2 separate regions of the Macaca mulatta genome follow, and region 1 is linked to region 2. The links are chromatin contacts, called in public Hi-C maps. All regions are on one chromosome and are shown on one strand. The core of a region is the stretch at or near the end of the contact, and the rest is flanking DNA. Distances in the headings are between cores, read along the strand shown.

What was found. A called contact is a pair of places that touch in the nucleus more often than the background predicts.
Region 1: a contact with region 2 is called in a Hi-C map of fetal cortex germinal zone, with 2.2 times the contacts expected there. The contact joins the promoter of NAA50 here to the promoter of GRAMD1C in region 2. A contact is called at or near these places in 2 of 14 Hi-C or Micro-C datasets (fetal cortex germinal zone and liver).

The regions. Positions count from the first base shown.
Region 1 is chr2:169,979,907-169,986,620 of T2T-MMU8v2.0, reverse strand. NAA50 (N-alpha-acetyltransferase 50, NatE catalytic subunit) reads right to left here and starts at 5,427. Exons shown (of 5, transcript NM_001261371.2): 1 at 5,221-5,427. The coding sequence starts at 5,228. It overlaps ATP6V1A (ATPase H+ transporting V1 subunit A), which reads left to right and starts at 6,335. Exons shown (of 15, transcript NM_001260658.1): 1 at 6,335-6,384.
Region 2 is chr2:169,886,622-169,894,040 of T2T-MMU8v2.0, reverse strand. GRAMD1C (GRAM domain containing 1C) reads left to right here and starts at 3,769. Exons shown (of 19, transcript XM_077993914.1): 1 at 3,769-3,896. The coding sequence starts at 3,870.

The DNA.
Region 1 (6,714 bases), core at 4,178-6,677, 91 kb before region 2:
TAGTAGAGTTTTCAATGACTCCATCATAAGGACTAGTGATGGTAACAGAGAAACTTTATCACTTTGAACTTCACAGATGTTATCAAACTGAGACACTGTATCTCCTTCTTTTACATAACATTAACAGTTACTTCTCTAATCCTTTCTTCCCTGTCTGAGAGTCTGAACTGAACCTGTCCACATACAGCATTAGATGTTTTCAGAAAATGATGTGGATGACTATACTTGAATGAAGGATAATCAAAGAAATACACACAATTTGGCTTCAAAACATGAACATTACTACATGTTGGGAAACAGTGAAACAAATCAGCTACCCAGCATTCCTGCTCCAGGTCAACACACAGACTACAGCCATCTTACGCAGGAAATGGCAACTGTGCCATAGACCACAAGGTACATTTTAACTGTTCAATTGCCAATTGTAGCTAGTCATGACTGTAGTAGACAGAACAATAACATTTTGCCATTAAGTTAGGCATTGAACAGACTTAAATATAACTCTCATGTTCGCGATGGGAAGAATGTTTCTACTGGGTTACTACTGGTATTCTACTGGTTACTGCAGGCTTCCTTTAAAAAAAGGCCAATCATTTGAATAATTGAGAAAGAGTATCTCTTCAGATGTCACACGGCTGAAAGCCATAGGGAGTACCTGGAAGAAAAAATCAGGAGTCAAAAAGATTTCCACAGGCCAAAATGGAGGATGTGGCGAAGTAAAATTTAACACAGATATTAGTTTGGTCTGGGCAGAGCTTTATAAGATTTAGAAAGAGATTTTAATTGACAATACAGATAATGTCCAATAATGTAAAATTAATTTGACCATAAATTGCAGTAACAGGAAATATATAATTTAGGCCAATAATAGTTCCCATTCTACTGATATGTGCAGTAATATTCACATAACAGAAGTCAGGATCTTTGAAATTATGATAAACAGGGAATATATCTTGATTCAATAAGATGAGTGCTTGGACTAAGTGACTTTTAAAAATCTTTTCCAACCCAGAAAGTATTGATTATTCTTTGTTTAGAGCTTTACTAAGAGTTGTATGCAATTTCAGGAAGAAATCACACCACTAATGGCAACACATGAGTCAACAATGCACACAACTGTATAGGCAGCAGTTATACTGCTAAATTACACAATGATTCTATTTACAGATAGATGAAAACACTTGATCTGATGCTTTGTTTAACTATACAACTATGGTATAGTTGTGCCACATCATTAAATACTGAAATAAATTTTATTATGATTTACTTCCCTTTTATTTTTCTTTTATTGGAGACGACAGTACATTGATTAAAAAAAACTTACGGTGTAAGCAGGTTATATTTTATATGAATTCATCTCAACACAAGGGCACATTACAAAGTTTTTGTTAAAATTCACTATCTCAATCAACAAACCACAAATTATTTGTTTCACAGAAGGAACGAGTATAAACTGTAGGTTTACAAAAGGTGTCAAATGCTACATCAGCCTGACTAGCTTTTGGTTTTGCTGAAAAACAAAACAGCAATACAACCTTTAAAAAAAGTTTTTCGTTTTTTTTTTCAAGACTAGGTTTCGCTCTGTTGCCCAGGCTGAAATGTTGTGACAAGATCATGGCTCTCTGCAGCCTTGAACTGCTGGGCTCAAGTGATCCTCCTGCCTCAGCCTCCCAAGTAGCTGGAACTACAGACTTGCACCACCATGCCTGGCTGATTTTTTTTTTTTTTTTTTTTTAAGACAGTCTTGTTCTGTTGCCCAGGCAGGAATGCAGTGGCGTGATCTTAGCTCACTACAACCTCCACCTCCCAGGTTCAGGCGATTCTCCTGCCTGATTTATTGTTTGTAGAGACGAGGTCTCACTATGCTGAGATGCTAGAAATATTCCTTCTGCCTCTTCCCAGTCCATATGCTGTCAGAGGTAACCACTGTTCTGAGTTCTTAAAGTTTTGTTTCTGACTGCAGAATCCTACATTTTAATTTTATTTGGTAAAATGGCTCCCTTTACTATTCCAATTAGTAATCTGCACTGTTCCATATTTATATTACTGCTACCTACTTTCCCATCTTAGTCACGTACTCATATTTTGTTAAAGACATTTTTTATTAGGACTAATTTGCATCTCTTTACTACAATTGAAGGCTAAATGATTTGGTTTTATTATACTTTCCATTACACTGCCTAATTAGATTGCCACCTCATTCATGGTTATCTGTGGCATACCTTCTTGCTTGAAATCACCTTCCCTAGAAAAGAGGAGATAAAAATGCCACCCACAAATTCAAACTACAATGTCCCTGGTTCACAAAAACAGCCAACCTCAAAAGGAAGTAACATCTCCCAGTATATCTCAAACTTCTAGATGTGCATATAAATTACATACAGTAGTTAATAACCAGAAATTTATCTTCTATGGAGGAAAGACATGCCAATACAATGGAAAGTCCTACTGCTACTACTAATAAAAATACTCATAGTAAAAATATGAAGAAAAACCAGGTACGTTTTAAGTTTCAATATGATAGGCAATATAGGCAACAGTGTACAATTTTAAATATTTAACTGGTTTTGTGTTGGGACTTCTGCAGTTTCCAATTTTAGATATTTCAATTTACTGTTTACTTAGCTCAATATACAACAGAACACTTAGCAAATAAAATTCCATACAAAAGCCACACAATCAGGACCACTGTTTCATTTTTACAGGTCATTCCACATTAAGAGTCAGGACTATAAAACTGACCACACTGTGCACGGTGGTACAAGTTTTGGAACTGAAGGCGCTTAACTTATTTTAAACCTATACTGTTGTAGGTTCGGTATCCAAACACAAGGTTCACACAACTCATTTGTTGAGTGTCTTAAATACAGACTTAGAAGTAAAAAAAATTAAAAAGTTTCATCTCACCTGAGAGTTCATTTGTTAAGTTAAAGGGATTATTCCTGTGAAATCATCTTAAAGGTTTACAGTAAAGAATAAAATTCTAAGCTCCCAATCATAAGAAGTATTAAGAACTTCACAGGCATAGTTACTGGCATAAAGGTACAGATTCAATAATTTTAAGTTTCCTCTAAATTCGGCCAGTTACCCATTTCTAGGGATCTGCCTTCATCAGGTTACATGTAAATATCCATTTTAAACAGAGATAATTGCTCCATGAATATACTAATTAAAGGTAGATTGTGAATAATATGACTGTTCAGCTCCATTTCTATCGCCAAGTTAGGTATCAGAAAGAACATCACACCCTATAGAGTCTGAACTAGATTGAAGATTTTGGATCGAAACATACAGAATAATTTCCTGGCAGCCCCCTTTGTAAATCCATGGCAATTTCAACACTGGGAACTCTTCAGCCTCGTTTTTCTTAACAGAACATGACAAATAAGTATTGAGTGCCTGACAATGAGTACAAAAATGAGTAAGAGTCAGCAGCTATGCTCAAGAAGTGCAGTATATACCACCCTTGGTGGCTCACGCCTGTAATCCCAGCACTTTGGGAGGCAGACGTAGGTGGATCACTTGAGCAGGAGTTTGAGACCAGCCTGGCCAACACAGTCAGACCCCCGTCTCTACAAAATATTCAAAAATTAGCCAGGCGTGGTGGCACGCGCCTGTGGTCCCAACAACTCGGGAGGCTAAGGAGCGGGGACTGCTTGAGCTTGGGAGGCAGAGGTTGCAGTGGACCGAGGTCGTGCCACTGCACTCCGGCCTGGGCAACAGAGCGAGACCCTGTCTCATTTAAAAAAAAAAAAAAAAGAAGAGAAGAAAAAGAAGTGCAGTATAGCAGAAAAACAACATTCTCCAAATATGTTGGATTGTCATCTGAAATAGCCGAACTTCCCAGATCATGATTCCAGTGGGGCAAATACTTCTTATACCCGTCAATTTTATTTCCCCAACTGGAACTCTTTAGAACTTGATGTGAAACAATGCAGGTATTGTGAATAGTTCACGGTTCTTAAACTTTAAAGATTCTTAATACAAAACATACAACTCAACATTAGAATAAATATACAGTATTTAAAGGAAAATTAAGAGTAAGGAAACATGTTACAGACCTAAGACCAAATTAAACTTTCTTTGAATCTCTTCAGGAACCTCAAACACCGATACAGAGAGATATTATTTAGGTCCTTGTTTGGGGATGTATGAGATTACGATGAAAGTGACTTTTATTTCATCCTCAAAAGGGCTGTTGAATAGTTGGAATGACTTCGTTAACTTAAAACATAGTTACGATTTCTTAATCGATTTACAGAAACAACAAACTACGGCATCGCAGAGAGCTTTTCACGTTTACGAGCTTCATTTCTTTGAGGGTAAAGACAAGTTCCAAAACGGCTTACTGATGCAATGCTTCGGAAAAATGTTATGTAATTAATATATTAAAACTATACAACTTAATGGTAAGGAGACATTTCATAAAAATTTAAACAGTCGGTCCAAAATAATTCCTGATTTTACCTAAGAGGCAAACGATGACAGACCGAACATTAACTTTGCCAATCACCTGAAAGGAGCAGCGTGGTAAAACTACCCAGGACCGCATCAGCACTCAGGGGCAATAGTGAACCACTGAAGCAATAGCTCCACCTACTGATCCACCCTATACTTCCTTAAACATGTTGGCACCCCAAGTCTACAGCGATCGCGCTCTCTCCCCCTCCTCCACTCGCTGTGACCCAACCCAAATCTAGTTGAGTCACTAGCTCTTAATATTCATCCCCGTGCTCTTTATTCCAATTTCTTCTTCCTCCAGAAGGTTCTGCACAGCTCCCAAGCGTGAATAAAACTGAAAGGTGTCAAACACCGCAGTTCCAGAGTGGAGTCTGGAGGTGGAAGACAACCAAACCACTCCACCTGGAGCGGCGGGCCGGCGTGGCTCAGAGGTCCGCTCCCGGGAAGGAGGCCCCGGGCGCCTCATAATAGCCTTTCCATGTTGCCCCACTCAGCTGCTTCTCTCCACTCAACCCACAATCGTCCTCCGAACCGAAACCCTGAAGCCACCGGGTCTTGCCTCCGCTGGCCCTTCAGCCCGCCAACAGCCCAAGCCTCGCCTCCGCCCCCTCCGGGAACCGAGGAAACTGAGAAGGCGAGAAATCTCCCTCCGCCGGTCTTCGCCCTGAATCTCTCCTCGCCTTCGCAGCTCTCCCCCTCTACATGGGCCCGGGCCCTTCTACCCCGCCGGCCGGGCCCTGCCCGGCTGCCCTTCCTCACCCTTTCATCTTCCCCGCCTGCTGAGGCCGTCGTTACCACCGATATCAACGCCGTCGTAGTCGCCGCCCTCAGGTCTCCGCGCCCTCAGCTCGGGCCACTCAACCCCGCAAGCCGGCCTCCTAGCCTGGGCAGGGAGCTGGGCGAGCAACGAAGGCCGCGAGAGTCGAGTGAGGGCTTGAGTCTGGTGGGGGCGGGAGTGTCTCCCGCCGCCGTGCTAGTGCTGCCGCTACTCCACACGTGCACTCGGGTCTCTCAGCTCCCTCCCGCCGCTGCCGCCAGCCAGACCCGCTGCCGCGCTGTGACCTTTCACCCCGCCCCTCGCGCGCCGGCGCGTCAGCCGCCTCGCGCGCAGTCGTACTGCCAGCCTCCGCGCACCCTGCCCCCTCCACTCCGGAACGTCCATCTTTCTCCCGGACTGTGCCTTCTGGCGTCATGCTCCTCCTTCCCACCCCCTTACGACACTGCTTGTGGGGCTGGCTCGGTAAGCCCTGGCGGTAAAATCCAGATTTTTCCACCCCTCCCTCTTCTATCCCATATCCGCAAGATTGGTTTTCTCGGCCCTGTTCTTCCCGGTTTGTGGTCTCCAGAGTGACCTTCAAACGCACTTGCCTCCTAGTAGAGTTTTATAAAGCTGGTTCTTCCAAATGTAAAGAAATCTGTGTAAAGCTCAAGTAAGTTAGGTGTTTTAAAGCAAACGTGGTTAACAATCGGCCGGATAGATTGGCTACCCTCCAGCACGCCTCAAGTTTTGAGATCACGTGATTGGCCCAAACCTCAGAGCCTGGAATTTTACCGGCGAACTCCAGAGGGACGGAACCCCACCGCCATTTCCTGTCCCTCGATCGTGGCGTGAACGTCACTTCCTTAGCAATGCGCTCTAACTCTTGCTGTCCACATTTTCCACATTGTACTTTACAACATAGTCCTTGTGAAAATTTATCTTTTATTTCTTTAATTCAAGAAGATTAATATTCAAGGGATACGTAAAAATACAAGCCCCCCGAGATGTAGCGCGCCGGGATGGGGGAGGCAGGGCGGAGCTCGACGTCACGTGACTGGTTGGGCCCGCCCCTCCCAACCCTGTGCAGCTGAGGACTTCCCCCCGTGGTGACAGAGCCTCTCGGTCCTCGGTCGGTACGGTCTCTGCACCTCGCGCCCCAGCAGGTGAGCGGCGGCCGGTAACTGGCGAGTGGTGGGGATAGAGGGGGTGGAAGGAGGCAGAGGGGAGAGAAGGGAGAGTGTGAACGGCGACCTCCCTGCCTGAGGCTTCCTCCCCGCTGTCACCCTGCACCGGCAAGGAGCTCCTTTCTCCTTAACCCCCGCTCCCCCAACTGTGGTCGTTCCCGCTCCTTGGGGTTTGAGATGTCCACCTTTCCCAGGGTTGGAAGTGAGTGCGGCCATTATGGTTCCCTACTCAGAGCCTTTGGGGCTTCGGGTAGCAGATCGTTTCAGCCATTTCACAGGGTCTGCAGTAGACATTAGGTCCCATTCCTT
Region 2 (7,419 bases), core at 2,520-5,019:
GATGGTGAAACTCTGTCTCTACTAAAGAAAAAAAAAATACAAAAAAGTTAGCTGGGCGTGGTGGTGGGCACCTGTAATCCCAGCTACTCCAGAAGCTGGGACAGGAGAATCGCTTGAACCCAGGAGGTAGAGGTTGCAGTGAACTGAGGTCGTGCCATTGCACTCTAGCCTGGTGACAAGAGCGAAACTCCATCTCAAAGAAAAAAAAAAAGACACTTGTATTTACTTTTTCATGAACTTTCTGACATATACTTTAACAATTTTAACTTGACTGTGATTTTTCCATATGTTTTTCTGGGAGCTGTTTACGTATTAGTGTGATCTCACTTTAAATACATGACCATTAATCTCAAGTAGGCATTTGTGTTGCCCAGCAATGCTACTGTTTTACTATTTTCCTAAAACATTAGTCAGTTCATTCTCCTGTGCTCCTAAGTATTTCACAATTTCTCCTTTCTCTTCAAACTTCTAACAACTTTTCTTCCACATTCACTTTCACCTTATGTTCTATTTCACTGCAAAATATATCAATGCTCTTCAGCCAAAGTCCAGGAGAACCACAGCTGTAGTTGGACAACACTGTGTTTATTGACTCATTGCAATGAGGGTGAAAGAACACCATGGAGAACCATGAGGACATCTCAGTGAAAGGGTGTTAGAAAGATCTTACTACAGGATTTGGGTCTGTGTTCAGTGATTTTGCGAGGAGGATTCAAGAAGTGGAGCTTTGTCCCGGATTACATACTGTCAATAAGATGTGGTTATTCGGATTGGGTATCTTAATACCTCTTATCTAGAAGGTAGGTGGAATAAAGTGAAACTAAAGCTGTGGTTGGGAAAGAGGCAGCAGTCAGTCATATTACTCAGCATAGGGACACAGTCATTTCTGTGGTTCGAATGATGTCCACATTTTTGTCTGTGTTTAGACATGATTACTCAGTGGCCTTCTTTTTGTCTTATTCTATCATGATCATACAGTGGCCTTGCTTAATATTGGTGTTCTGTGACATTTTTTATGTTTAACAGAACACAGTTTATGCAAAGTTTTGCAGAATGAGGATGGAAACCTGTCTTTTATTGATTTATCTTATTAAGTAATTTGTTCTTTAGTATGTCATATATATTTAAGAAATATGCTCATGGCTGGGTGCAGTGGCTCATGCCTGTAATCCCAGCACTTTGGGAGGTTGTGGTGGGTGGATCACTTGAGGCCAGGCGTTTGAGATCAACCTGACCAACATGGTGAAAGCCCATCTCTACTAAAAATACAAAAATTAGCCGGGCATGGTGGTGGGCGCCTGTAGTCCCACCTACTCAGGAGGCTGAGGCAGGAGAATTGCTTAAACCCGGGAGGCAGAGGTTACAGTGAGTCAAGATTGTGCCACTGCACTCCAGTCTGGGTGACAGAGCGAGACTCTCTCAAAAAAACAAAAACAAAAACAAAACAAAACAAAAAAGAAATACACTCAGTGTCTGACATTTTGTGGAACTAGATTCAACTCTTTTCCATCTCTTCAACTTTACATTATGATTTTTAAATATATGTAAACAGTAAAAGAATAACTGAATAGTAGTATACCCTCCACTTAGGTCCAGTAATAAACATTTTGCTATTTTGTTTTCTCTGTGTATTCATCTTCATGGAAGCATTTGGAAGCAAGCTGCAGACATGGGGATACTTCACTCCTACATACTTAAATTTTTTTTTTTACATCCCCATGGATAACAGGGAACTCCTAAATATTTTAGTGTGAGTTTTCTAATAATAAAGACACCCTGCAACATAGTCACAAATTATTATTATTATTTATTACTATTATTTGAGACGGAGTTTCACTCTTGTTCCCAGGCTGGAGTACAATGGCCCAATCTCGGCTCCCTGCAACCTCCACTTCCCAGGTTCAAGCGATTCTCCTGCCTTAGCCTCCCAAGTATCTGGGATTACAGGTGCTCACCACCACGCCCGACTACTTTTTGTATTTTTAGTAGAGACAGAGTTTCACTATGTTGGTCAGGCTGGTCTAAAACTCCTGACCTCAGGTGATCCTACCATCTCAGCCTCCCAAAGTGCTGGGATTACAGGCATGAGCCACCACGCACTCTCTCTCTCTCTCTCTCTCTCTCTCTCATTCTTTCTTCTCTCGCTCTCTCTTTCTTTCTTTCTCTTTTTCTCTTTTCTGGAGATGGGGCCCCGCTATGTTGCCAGGCTGGTCTTGAACTCCTGGACACAAGCAACCCTCCCACCTTAGTCTCCCAAAGTGCTGGAATTACAGGAGTGAACCACTGTGCCTGGCCTAGAATGTCTTTTTTATAGCTGTTTGGTTGAGAACTCTGAACCCCAAATATCTGAGACAGGTCTCAGTTAATGTAGAAAATTTATTTTGCCAAGGTTAAGGACACACCTGTGACACAGTCTCAGGAAGTCCCAGTGACATGTGCCCAAGGTGGTTGGGGTACAGCTTGCTTTTATATATTTTGGGCAGACCTAATACATCAATCAACACATGTAAGATTTACATTGTTTCAATCTGGAAGGGGAGACAACTCCAAGGGGGAGAAGGGGGGGCTTTCAGGTCATTGGTACATTTACAATTTTTCTGATTTGCAATTGGTTGAAAGAGTTATTATTGACCGGGAGCTGTTGCTCGCACGTGTAATCCCAGCACTTTGGGAGGCCGAAGCGGGCAGACTGCTTGAGTCCAGGAGTTCAAGACCAGTCTGGGCAACATGGCGAAAACCTATCTCAACAAACAAACAAACAAGTAGTTAAGCATGGTGGCACGCGCCAGTAGTCCCAGCTACTCGAGAGGCTGAGGTGTGAGGATTGGTTGACTCTGGGAGGTGGAGGTTGCAGTGAGCAGAGATTGCACCACCGCACTCCAGCTGAGATAACAGAACCAGAACCTGTCTCAAAAGAAAAAAAAAAGTTAGGAACAGTAGAAAGGAATGTCTGGGTTACAATAAGGGGTTGTAGAGACCAAGGTTTTATCACGCAGATGCAGCCTCCAAGTAGCAGGCTTCCGAGGGAATAGATGATAAATATTTCTTATCAGACTTAAGGTCTGTGTTGATGTTAATAAGGCACGTCCAATCCCCTCTTTTATCATGGCCTGAACTAGATTTTCAGGTTAAATCTGGAATGCTCTTGGCCAAGAGGAGAGGTCCATTTAGATGGCTGTAGGGAGTCTTAGCATTTTATTTTTAGTTTACAGAACCAAGAATCTGCAATACTTACAGCAGTTAATCAGTAATTTCAATCCTTTATTGGAAGGACCAAGAGTTTCCTGGCCTGGCACGGTGGCTCACGCCTGTAATCCCAGCACTTTGGGAGGCCGAGGCGAGCGGATTGCCTAAGGTAGGGAGTTCGAGACCAGCCTGACCGACATGGTGAAACCTCGTCTCTACTAAAAATATAAAAATTAGCCGGCCGTGGTAGCAGGCGCCTGTAATCACAGCTACTCGGGAGGCTGAGGCAGGGGAATCGCTTGAACTGGGAGGCGGAGGTTGCAGTTAGCCTTGGCACTCCATCCAGCCTGAGCAACAAGAGAGAAACTCCGTCTCAAAAAAAAAAAAAAAGTTTCCCGAGCAATTCACGTTTTCCTACATCGGGGCAGGGTACGCCATTTCCTGGGAGGCACAGGAGTTTGTGGTTGGGAATAGGTAAGGCTCCTTGTGACCCCTAGAAAGACAAGCCTCCAGGCTAACCCAGTAACACCCTCGTCAGGAGTCCTTCACGGCCGCCGGAGGGCGCAAGGAGCTGCGGCTGGAAGTACTCGGAGGGCCGGCGGAGAAGGCGCGCGGAGTCCGTAGCTCGCAGCTCGCGCTGGAGGTGGGCGCGGGGCGGTGCCGCGGCGGCGCAGGGAGCCGCGATGGAGGGCGCTCCTACTGTCCGCCAGGTAAGCGGGCCTCGCTGGGGTAGGTTCCCATCGGTGGCTTTACCCGACTTTTTCTCACGGGGATTGCTTGAACCTTCTCAGATTACAGTTAATTCCTCCCTTCCCTTTCCTTCGTGCTCTTGGGAGTAATGTGGAAAGTTGTTACGCAGGAAACGGTTTCCAGTGCCTCTGCGAGCGCTTTCCCTACGGGCGGTGGTGGGGACATCTGCTTCCCTGTGGGCTTTGAGGGCTTGAATTTGATCCCGAAATGTCCTGGTGCGGATGTCTCAGTCCCAGGCCCCTTGGGTCAGGCCCCATGGTCGTGATTCTGACCCAGTGTCACGTTTTTCCAGCCTCGTCCCCTTCTTTTCATTCTCAGCCCTGTTACAAGCGTCCGGATAGTTTAAATCACTGTGCTGTCAGCCAAGTTTTGATTTCAACTAGTCTAGTTTTGTCATTTGTTTACTACCTTACTTGACAAAAGCGTTCTTATTAATATTCAGGATGAAACCCCGCTTTTATTGGAGGGGCGCCTGCGATTCTGAACACCTCCTGCTACATTGGTTTGTGTGTATATATTTTACTTTTCGAGAACTGCGGTCAGTGCTATATCTTTTGAAAAGCATTGTGGTTTACAGATTGGTGGAGGTACACAAATAATTGTTGAATGAACAAGTGAATGAGTGTGTTACTTCACTTGATTTGAAAAACATTACTATGAAATAGTCAAGCTGGATATTCATGAACCCAATCAGTCACTGATTCAATTATGTCCCTGGCACTGGGTGTTCGGGATTAGATGGTGATTAACATAGACATGATCCCTGCTCTCAATAAGCTTATTGTCTAGACTAGAGATAAAATTATTTCCTCTATTGTAGAGTTAAGGAACAGACGTACAGAGATTGACTTTGCTAAGGACCACACGGGTAATAAGGCAGAGAGACAGGAATCTATTGTAGCCACCCCAGAAAGCCAGAATGGACCCCCACCCCAAAGTTGATTCAGGTGTAGAAACTGATGATGCCACACACACACCATGAGGCTGGAGTGCAGTGGTGCCATCTCGGCTCACTGCAAGCTCTGCCTCCCGGGTTCACGCCATTCTCCTGCCTCAGCCTCCCCAGTAGCTGGGACTACAGGCGCCCGCCACCACGCCTGGCTAATTTTTTGTGTTTTTAGTAGAGACGGGGTTTCACCGTGTTAGCCAGGATGGTCTCGATCTCCTGACCTCGTGAACCGTCCGCCTCGGCCTCCCAAAGTGCTGGGATTACAGGCTTGAGCCACCACCGCTCCCGGCCCTGAAAAAATCTTTTACTTACATAATTAAGGTCTCTGGGGAGAGCAAGGCAGGCCTCTCAAGCAGCACCCAAATGGCTTCAGAGAGCCTCAGGAAAAAACTGGCTCCATGTCTTTTTTTCTGGTTAGGGTTAGGGAGTGGGGCCAGGGTGAGAGGTCCAGTATGCAGACAGGGGATTGCTTGAATTTCTCACCCAAGATGAAGGAAGGAGCACCCAGGCTTTCTTATCACTTACCCAGATGAGGTACAGAAGAGGAGGAGGGAGGGGTGAGGCAAACAAAGTAGACTGAGACTGGTAATAATTTACCCTTGATGTTTGATGACTGACATGAACCATCTGAATTTGAATTTGACTTTAAGTAAGCCATTGTGGCCCAGTGCAGTGGCTCATGCCTGTACTTCTAGCACTTTGGGAGGTCAAGGAAGAAAGAAGTATCTCTTGAGGACAGGAATTTGAGACTAGCCTGGGCAACATAGCAAGACCCTGTATCTACAAAAAAAAAAAAAAGAAAAAGAAAAATTAACCAGGCATGGTTGTGTGGCACCTGTAGTCCTAGCCATTTGGGAGGCTGAGATAGGAAGATCACTTGAGCACAGGAGGTTGAGACTGCAGTAACCCCTGTTTGTGCCATTGCACTCCAGCCTGGGTGACAGAGACCAAATAATTTTCAGAAATTTAACCAAGGTGGTAGGCCTTACACTATGTGTGGCGCAATGGCCCATCCTCCTTTTGTGAGCTCCTTTGTGAGTGTGTCAAAAGACTGTCCTCAGAGGAGGATGTCATCAATGGAATGTTATACTTGTGCTCCTGGGGAAAATTTGGTGCAATTAAGATTTTTCCTGTAAAGGTTGCGTATGAGGGCAAGACTGTGTACTCTGTGGTTAGCCAGCTAAAGAGATATTGTGTCTCTCTGGAGGTGAAGACCAACTATGGCTGAGGAGGTGTTGAAAGAGACACTGAACAGAACATATTAGCCAAATCTATCACAGCAAAATATTTACTAGTTGTGGACTGAATAGTCAGTAATTTCAATAATATTGGGTATAGGGGCCTTCCTGGGTAAAATGACATCATGGAGGATGTGGTAATGAACCATGAGGCACCATTCATTCTTACCAAGTTTAACAGGCCAAATTGGGCTGTTAAATGGAGAAGCAGTAGGAATAGTTACTTTCTCACGAAGTAGGTGGTTTTTTTTTTCTTTCTTTTTTTTTTTTTTTTTTTTTTGGTGAGATGGAGTCTCGCACTGTTGCCCAGGCTGGAGTGTAGTGGCATGGTCTCCCCTCACTGCAACCTCCACCACCTGGGTTCAAGCAATTCTCCTGCCTCAACCTCCCAAGTAGCTGAGATTACAGGCACGTACCACCACGCCCGGCTAATTTTTGTATTTTTTTTTTAGTAGAGATGGGGGTTTAACCATGTTGGTCAGGCTGGTCTCGAACTCCTGACCTTGTGATCCGCCCGGCTTGGCCTCCCAAAGTGCTGGGATAACAGGTGTGAGCCACCGTGCCCGGCCGAAGTAGGTCTTACATAACAAGTTTCAGTCTTTGAAGGCCCTGTTTTGTTTTATATTGGATTGTATAATTTTAACTGGGCATTGAGAGTGGCGGTCCACAGGGTCTCACTGTTTTGTTTGTTTTGAGACAGAGTCTTGCTCTGTCACCTGGGCTGGAGTAAAATGGTTCAATCACAACTTACTGTGATCTCCAGCTCTTGGACTCAGGCAATCCTCCCACCTCAGCCTCCCAAGTAGCTAGGACTACATGTGTGTGCCGCTATGCCAGACTAATCTTTAAACATTTTGTAGAGGGGGGTCCTTGCTATATTGCCCAGCTTGTTCTCCATGCTCTTGGCCTCAAGTGATCCCCCTGCCTCAGTCTACCAAAGTGTTGGGATTATACGTGTGAGCCAACATACCCAGCCTGTGGTCCCACTTCGTTGAAAGTCAATTTGTAAGCTCTAAAGACTTGATTTAAATTTAGTTTATTACTAATTGGGACAGAGTGTCCGTGGCCACAATAGGATATTTTAGAGCAATGTATACCACGATCAGTGGAGTATTTAGGCAAAGGAATAGTTCGGATGGTTAAAATGAGGCATACCTATTTGTTGTCTATTTTTTGTTGAATAACTCCTAAGATTGTAGGGGATACCTTGTTTAAATTTAGTGGGATCTCCAGTTATAACTGTAATTTGAGACCCAATATTGATTAAAGCCATGAAGATTTGCCATTTGCTGCATT